Linked DNA regions of Pan troglodytes: region 1 is linked to region 2. Evidence: chromatin contacts called from public Hi-C data. All regions are on one chromosome and are shown on one strand. Each heading gives the region's core, a stretch centred on a gene start, on an enhancer-like site or on the middle of the called end of the contact. The rest is flanking DNA. Distances are from core to core; before and after follow the strand shown.

Region 1 (3,121 bases), core at 353-2,852, 89 kb before region 2:
CTTTCATCCTCTCAAACTCTATGCACTAGTTAGACAATTTCTGTTAGTTTTTCTATCACACAAACTGAACCTCTCGGGGGGTCTCTCCACCTGGGACATTATTCTCTCCATTTCCTCATCTGATCAACTCCTACTTATTTCTTCATGCCTCATTTCCTCTGGAAAGCCTTCCCTAATTCTTCAGAGCTGGGTTAGATGCTCCTCCCACAAGCTTACAAAATACTGTAAAATCACCTGACCACAGCACGAGACATTGTAACTGGCTACCTCCTCTGTATACATTCCGCCCTTTAGATTGTAAAATCGGGACACAGACTGTCCCTTATCTTGCTCAAAAACCTCCAAAACAAGGTGCTTAGAAGGAATTCTATTTATTTTTTTAAAAATAAAGGAATGTTTACTACAAAAGACACAATCTTTGGAGCTAATTCTCTCAAAAAGTTGTTTCTATATGGACAAGTAAAACCAACAGAATAAAGTGTGTGCCAGATTATCCGCTTAAAAATATCTGGGCAAAGTCTTCATGCTCTGAAAATGTCCACGCATCCCAACTGACAGTGGAATTCAGAGGCAATTCAATAATAGTTTGACCTCAGACCCACTCCCTCCAGCCTATTTTCTGCCAATCTAACGAACAGCTTTCCACAATTATCATTACCTATTTTCTACTAGTTTTCTCATCAGTATCGGTATTAGAGTGTGCAGGATTTAAAATCAGTATCTTGAAGGTGGAGAAGAATCCTTGTAATAAAAGCAGAGGCCACAAAATGTTATTTGTACCAAGTACCTGGGTACCTGCAAACATAGGCCAAAGCATTCGGCCCTGTCATTCACTCTTTGCCCCTTGGAACAGCAAAGATACCGCTGGAGCCACTGCCTGTCCGTCCCCTAGGAGTGAGTCTGTCATCAGCACCCGGACCCCGCAGAAAGGCCCGTAGTGGGCGTATCCCCAGCTTCCCCGAGCCCCATCCACACAGAGCGGCCCTGCCTCTGCGAGCTGAGTAGCGATCGGGATCCTCTGCACCCGCTCCACAACGGCGAGGCCTCCCTGCCGGAGCTCCGAGGGGCGGCCAGGTCCTCACCCACCCCCGGCCGCGCGTCGCCGCCCACCTCGCAGTGCAGGAGTTCGGTGCCCGGGTCCTGCCGCCCCGCGATCCGGCAGAACACGCAGGTGCTGTCGTAGTCCTTGGGCTCTGGTGACTTGGCAGCGGCTTCACAGGTCCCCACTGAGGAAACCGTAGTTTCTGCAGTCGCCGAGGCCTCACAGTCGGGGGCCAGGCCGGCGCTGCGGTTCACCTGTTCCTCCGCCATTGCACCCGCCCCTCGCGGCCTAGAGCCTCGGCCTCTCCAGCGCTACCGGGCCCGCGCAGTCTCCGCGTCCCGCACCTCCTCCGTTTTACCTCGAGACGTCGCCCCTCGCCTGACGCTGGGCGGTGATCCAGGCTTGGGGGAGACGGAAGGAGACGCGGTGAGGAACTTCAAAGCCGGAGGCCGGCCTGAAAACCGGCTGCCACTAGAGGGCGCGCAATGGCGCTGCCGAGAGTCGTCCTGACCCCTGCGCCTCGTTGGTAATGACGCACGACGTCTGCCAAGGCGCAGAGCGCCCAGCGCGTCGTGGTGACATCACAGAGGCGCGGGAGCGTTTGACATAATGGAGCTTGTTGGGTGTTCTGGACAGGCGTTCTTCAAAGCCCATAGTATAGCGTGTCCAAATATTGTATTACGCTGCCGTTTTTTTTTTTTTAAGTTTTTTAAAGTTTGATTTTTAAAATTCGTAGGTTTTTAAAGAATGAGCAAAATTCCTAAAGCCTTGTTTTCAACAGACATCATGTTTGCTGCTTTTTCAGCCACGATAATTGTAGTTTAAACTCAAAATGTCCAAAACTGACCTTTACATCTCTGTTGACTTTTTATTGTTGTTAACAGCACAGTTAGATCAAAATAGCGACCTTTTTTTTTTAATCTCACATTCCTCATATACAAGTAGATGTGGAGTCCTATAGTTAATAGTCTGAAATATCCCAGAAATTCAGTGCCAGTGCCTCATAATGCCTCACCTAGACCAATGCAATCACCTTCTAACTTATTTATTGATTTTCCTGTCACTCAGACAAAACCTTCTGTAACTATGTGCTCAAAGAAAAAGTACCAGTTCCTTAGCTTGGTGTTCAAGGTGGACTCTGATTTGACCTCAGCTTTTCGTTTTGTGATACTTCGCACTTGCTGAGCATCTAAAACATGCCATATATTTCTCTAATTGTCAAAAAACGCAAGGTTGGTTTTATAACCACCGCTCTAGAGATGAAGGACCAAACTCAGAGTTGCCCAGTCCCACACAACTAATTAATAGTGACAGAGTTTAAGATCAAGGTTTGTCTAACTCCAAAACCCACCAACCTTTTTGACATACAGCACTCCTTTTTTAACACCAAAAAATTTGTTGGACTAGCTCACTATAGTAGTTATACCCTTGGTATTTGCTGATTTAGAAAATACATAACAAATTGGGAATTCAGTAATGATTTTTAATGGATTTATGTTGTAATAAAAAGTGGTTGTATGTGTTTTGAATTGTTGTACATATACATTCAAGACATTTTTCATTCCTTTTTGTAGTTGGCCAGTAGTTTGGGGAACCACTACAATAGCTTCACTGCCTTTCAGCACCCCAAAGCAGAGTTCAGAATCAATACATTAGAGTTTTGCCAAATTTTAGTATTCACAATTTCCATGCCTGTACTACACCTTCACATCACTGCTTTTATTCACACAGTTCTCTCTCAAATATTCTTGTTTCCATCTCTTCACTCCAAATTCTACCTTCCAAGCCACCCCTCCAATGCTACCTCCTTCATGAAATTTTCTTTAGCCAAACTGACATAAGCACATCCTCTTGCAAATTCATATAACAGGTTTTCAATATTTCTCTTGTAGGATTTGTCTCTTTGTATCTTATAGCTATTTATGTACTTATTTATCCTGCTAGAAATTATGTTTCTTGGCAACAAGATAGGGTGTGTGAATCTTCCATAATGCCTAGTACAGTTGGAACAGGAATTAAAGAATGTGTAAGCAAAAACTCAGTTGTATGTAAGAAAACCCAGTTCCCCCTGAGGAGGAG
Region 2 (3,407 bases), core at 483-2,982:
CTTGTGATTGCACTGGGCCACGTTGATAGCCCTGGAAAATCTCCTTAAGGTCAGCTGATTAGCAACCTCAATTTCATCTACAGCCTTGGTTCACCTTTGCTATGTAACCTAACAGGTTTGGGGAAATAGGACATGGACATCTTTAGGGGGTCATTAGTCTGCCTGTCACAATTGGAGAACAGATCTGTGGGAAAAGACAAAAAAAGAAATTGAGATTCAAATAAGAGATTTTTGAGTACCAAAGTAGTGATGTGAGATGTGGACATTGAGTATGCTGGTGGGGGGAAGACTGGGGAGGGTGTCAAGAAACGAACTGGCCAGATATGCTGGTTCTGAGAAAAACCAGCAAGAACAAGTCAATACATAATGTCCTTCAAACCGGAGCATCTGGCTCCTGTCACAGGCCCCTGGGGACTGGGTGAACTCAGGACAGTGGACATGATTCATTATTGTGCTTGAAAACAGAATCCGTACAGACATCTGTGAATTCTCTGGATCTTGATTCCATAATTTCTACTTAGATATAGGAAGGGAAGAAAAGATAGTACGTAGCCTTTTTTTCTGTTATTAACAAGTATCTGAACAAGCACAGACAGAAGTTTGGAAAATTATCAGGTTTTTAAATTATATCAGGACCAGTTCTGCATGGGGCTTAAACTTACTATGTGCCCCTTCTTTCTTTACTCACCCATGAACGACCAGCTCTCTCCTCCATCTATTTCTATCATAAGAGCATCTGAATGGGGTTCAGGAGGCTGACAGCACAGGACCATCAGTAACTCTATTGAAGAGGGAGGATGGTTTCTATGACATCCAAATGAGGGGAATTCAAAGAGGCAAAAATTGTCTGTGTCTCTCTAGATTTTTCAAAGAAAGGGGTACCCTGATTTATGAACAGGAGAATCTGTTTCCAATGACAGGCATGTCCCTATAATGGAAACAGATCCATTCAACTATGATTGCTGAAGCAGTTTGATGGTATTAATTATAAAATCAAGTCATGTACCATCTCACTTATGTCATCAAACACCTTTCTGATCACAGGTTGGTTTAGGGGTCAAAATGAGCTGGGTTTAACTAGCAACCCTGACACATTTTCATAGCCGTGTGATATTAATCAAGTTAGCTAAATCTTTGTGCAACGGTTTATCTGTAAAATGAAATGCTGAGAAAATTAAGCTGATTCATACAGTGTTCATCTCAGAGCCTGGCACAGAGCACATGCTTAACAAATGCTATTGTTATTTATAATAATGTAGTCAACACAAGTAAACAGCAATGTGAATAGAGTAGTATGTTAAAACAATTATAAACCATGAGCAAAAAGGTTTCATCCAGAAATACAGCAGGGATATAGTATTAATATGATAAAGCTTTATAAATTGTTTAACGGAGAAAAAGAATCTGATCATTTTGATACATGCTAAAAAAGCATTTGACGAATTAAACAGCCATTATTGTATTTTTAAAAAGAACAAAAAAATTCCAACTGTTAGAAAACTAAGAATAGAGTGAACTTCTTTAATGATGAATATTTATTCTTGATATTCACTAGAAATATGCTTCTGAAAAAGCAATGCAACGCTAAAGAGTATATACGAAAAGGAATTTCTTCATAGGAATGAAAACTGAATGACTTCACGATGTCACTTCCAGGTCTATAGAAGCGGGCTTATTACCGAAACACAGCAGTGGTGAGGCTCCACCCCCAGCTTTCTGGAAGGAAGATTCCAGATGAGCAGAGGGAAAAATACCCCCAGGCACTGCATGAGCTCCACCCCCTTTCTTTGGTTCCAGTTGTGCTAGGAAAGGCCTAAATTGCCTAACAGCAATTCTAGCACAGTGTTTAAGGTTTCTGGGCACGTTATCCACCAATTTAGTGGTATGCACTAAATTACAACATAGAGGCGAACCTAATGTGAGGCTAAACCACAAGTATTTCAGGTCATAAAGAAAAAAGCCTTGTAGTGGAGATAAAAGCAGCAACACTACAAACATAATGGAAACTCCAGGATAAAGAGGGAATCCCTGCCATTCATCAGAGGCTACCTTGCACAGCACCACAAGGCAATCTCTGTGCTCGAATGCACTACAGGTACCCACATGCTCAACGTCTCTTGAGAAATTAAGCACTATTCTAACCTCTCCTAAAGTACACCTGTATAAACTGAGATGAGCTCTTATATCAGAAACCAAAAGGAAAAGAAGTTACTTTTTTTAAAGTAAAACATTACCAATATCAATTTATGGTTTATACCCAACTTTGTTCTGAAATCTAGTCAAAGCAACAGATGAAAAGTTTTAAATACTGAGAAGAAATGAAAATGTGGTCATTAGCAGATAACATAATTGTCTGTGTAAAGAACCAATATTATCATGAAAATGTCAAAAATTCATAAAGTTGTTCACTAAGGTGGCCAGATATAATAATTTTTTATTTTTGTAACAGAAGCGTAATTGGAAAAGTCCCAGGTAGAGTGGTATCAAACTATATAACATCTAGGAATAAATATAACAAGACAATGACAAGATATACATAAAGAAAATTAAAATGCTTAACTGAAGTGTCTAAATGGATATAATACTCCTAAGTAGGAAATCTCATCTTTAAATAAATATTTCACTTTTTTCAAATTCATGTTTAAATGCAATTTAAATAAAAAATAATTTTTTATGGCAAAGGAACAGTTTCCAAATTGAAAACCATGCTTATCTAGAAGCACAAATACATAAGACTATCCAAAATTATTTTTCAAAGAGAAGTGAGGGTAAGCACACTCTAATGATGTTGAAACACATGATTATAAAGCCACAGCAATTAAAACATTGCAGTGACATCACCAAAAAACAGAAATTTGGTGAAAATAAAAGCACCATTATAGATGAGAAGAGGCTGGATTTCCCCATAAATATCATGTAACTTAATGCTGGAAGGAAGGTTTTGGCATCAGATGGACTGTGAATGAGAGTCCTGGTCTACCATCTGCTCACTAGGTAACCTTGGGGAAGTAACTTAAAGACAGTCTCCCAGTGCACAAAATGGAGACACTACTGGATTCCCAAAGAGTTACCGTAAGAATTTGATAAGGTGATTCAGAAAAAGCACTTTGCAATGTGCACAGTAAGGGTTCAAGGGACTTTAAGGATTATAATTAAATGAAGCTAGGTGAATAATGGCTAAGATTTGGAGAAAAATTTGGACCACTCTCAAATCAATGCAGAGAGATTTAAGACTGAATAGCAAAAAATAAAGTTATATATCTTTTTTTTTCCTTTTTTTTGAGATGGAATTTCGCTCTTGTTGTCCAGGCTGGAGTGCAATGGTGTGATCTCGGCTCATCACAAACTCCGCCTCATGGGTTCAAGCGATTCTCCTGCCTCAGCCTCCTGAGCAGCTGGCATTACAG

The links. A called contact is a pair of places that touch in the nucleus more often than the background predicts.
Region 1: a contact with region 2 is called in a Hi-C map of induced pluripotent stem cells, with 1.8 times the contacts expected there. The contact joins the promoter of HINT3 here to the enhancer-like site in region 2. A contact is called at or near these places in 4 of 7 Hi-C or Micro-C datasets (induced pluripotent stem cells, a lymphoblastoid cell line and stem cell-derived neural progenitor cells) and 1 of 1 datasets of contacts at active chromatin or transcription factors (stem cell-derived excitatory neurons).

The regions. Positions count from the first base shown.
Region 1 is chr5:137,833,334-137,836,454 of NHGRI_mPanTro3-v2.0_pri, reverse strand. It overlaps HINT3 (histidine triad nucleotide binding protein 3), which reads right to left and starts at 1,602. Exons shown (of 5, transcript XM_001165850.4): 1 at 1,111-1,602. The coding sequence starts at 1,311.
Region 2 is chr5:137,744,311-137,747,717 of NHGRI_mPanTro3-v2.0_pri, reverse strand. The region is part of intron 3 of NCOA7 (nuclear receptor coactivator 7); the gene reads right to left. Among named protein-coding and RNA genes, the nearest start is that of HINT3, 89 kb to the left of the region's middle. Within about 2 kb of position 1,732, at least 7 of the 24 cell types and tissues checked have an H3K27ac peak or open chromatin away from gene starts, as enhancers often do. A contact at or near this core is called in induced pluripotent stem cells, where this site is marked.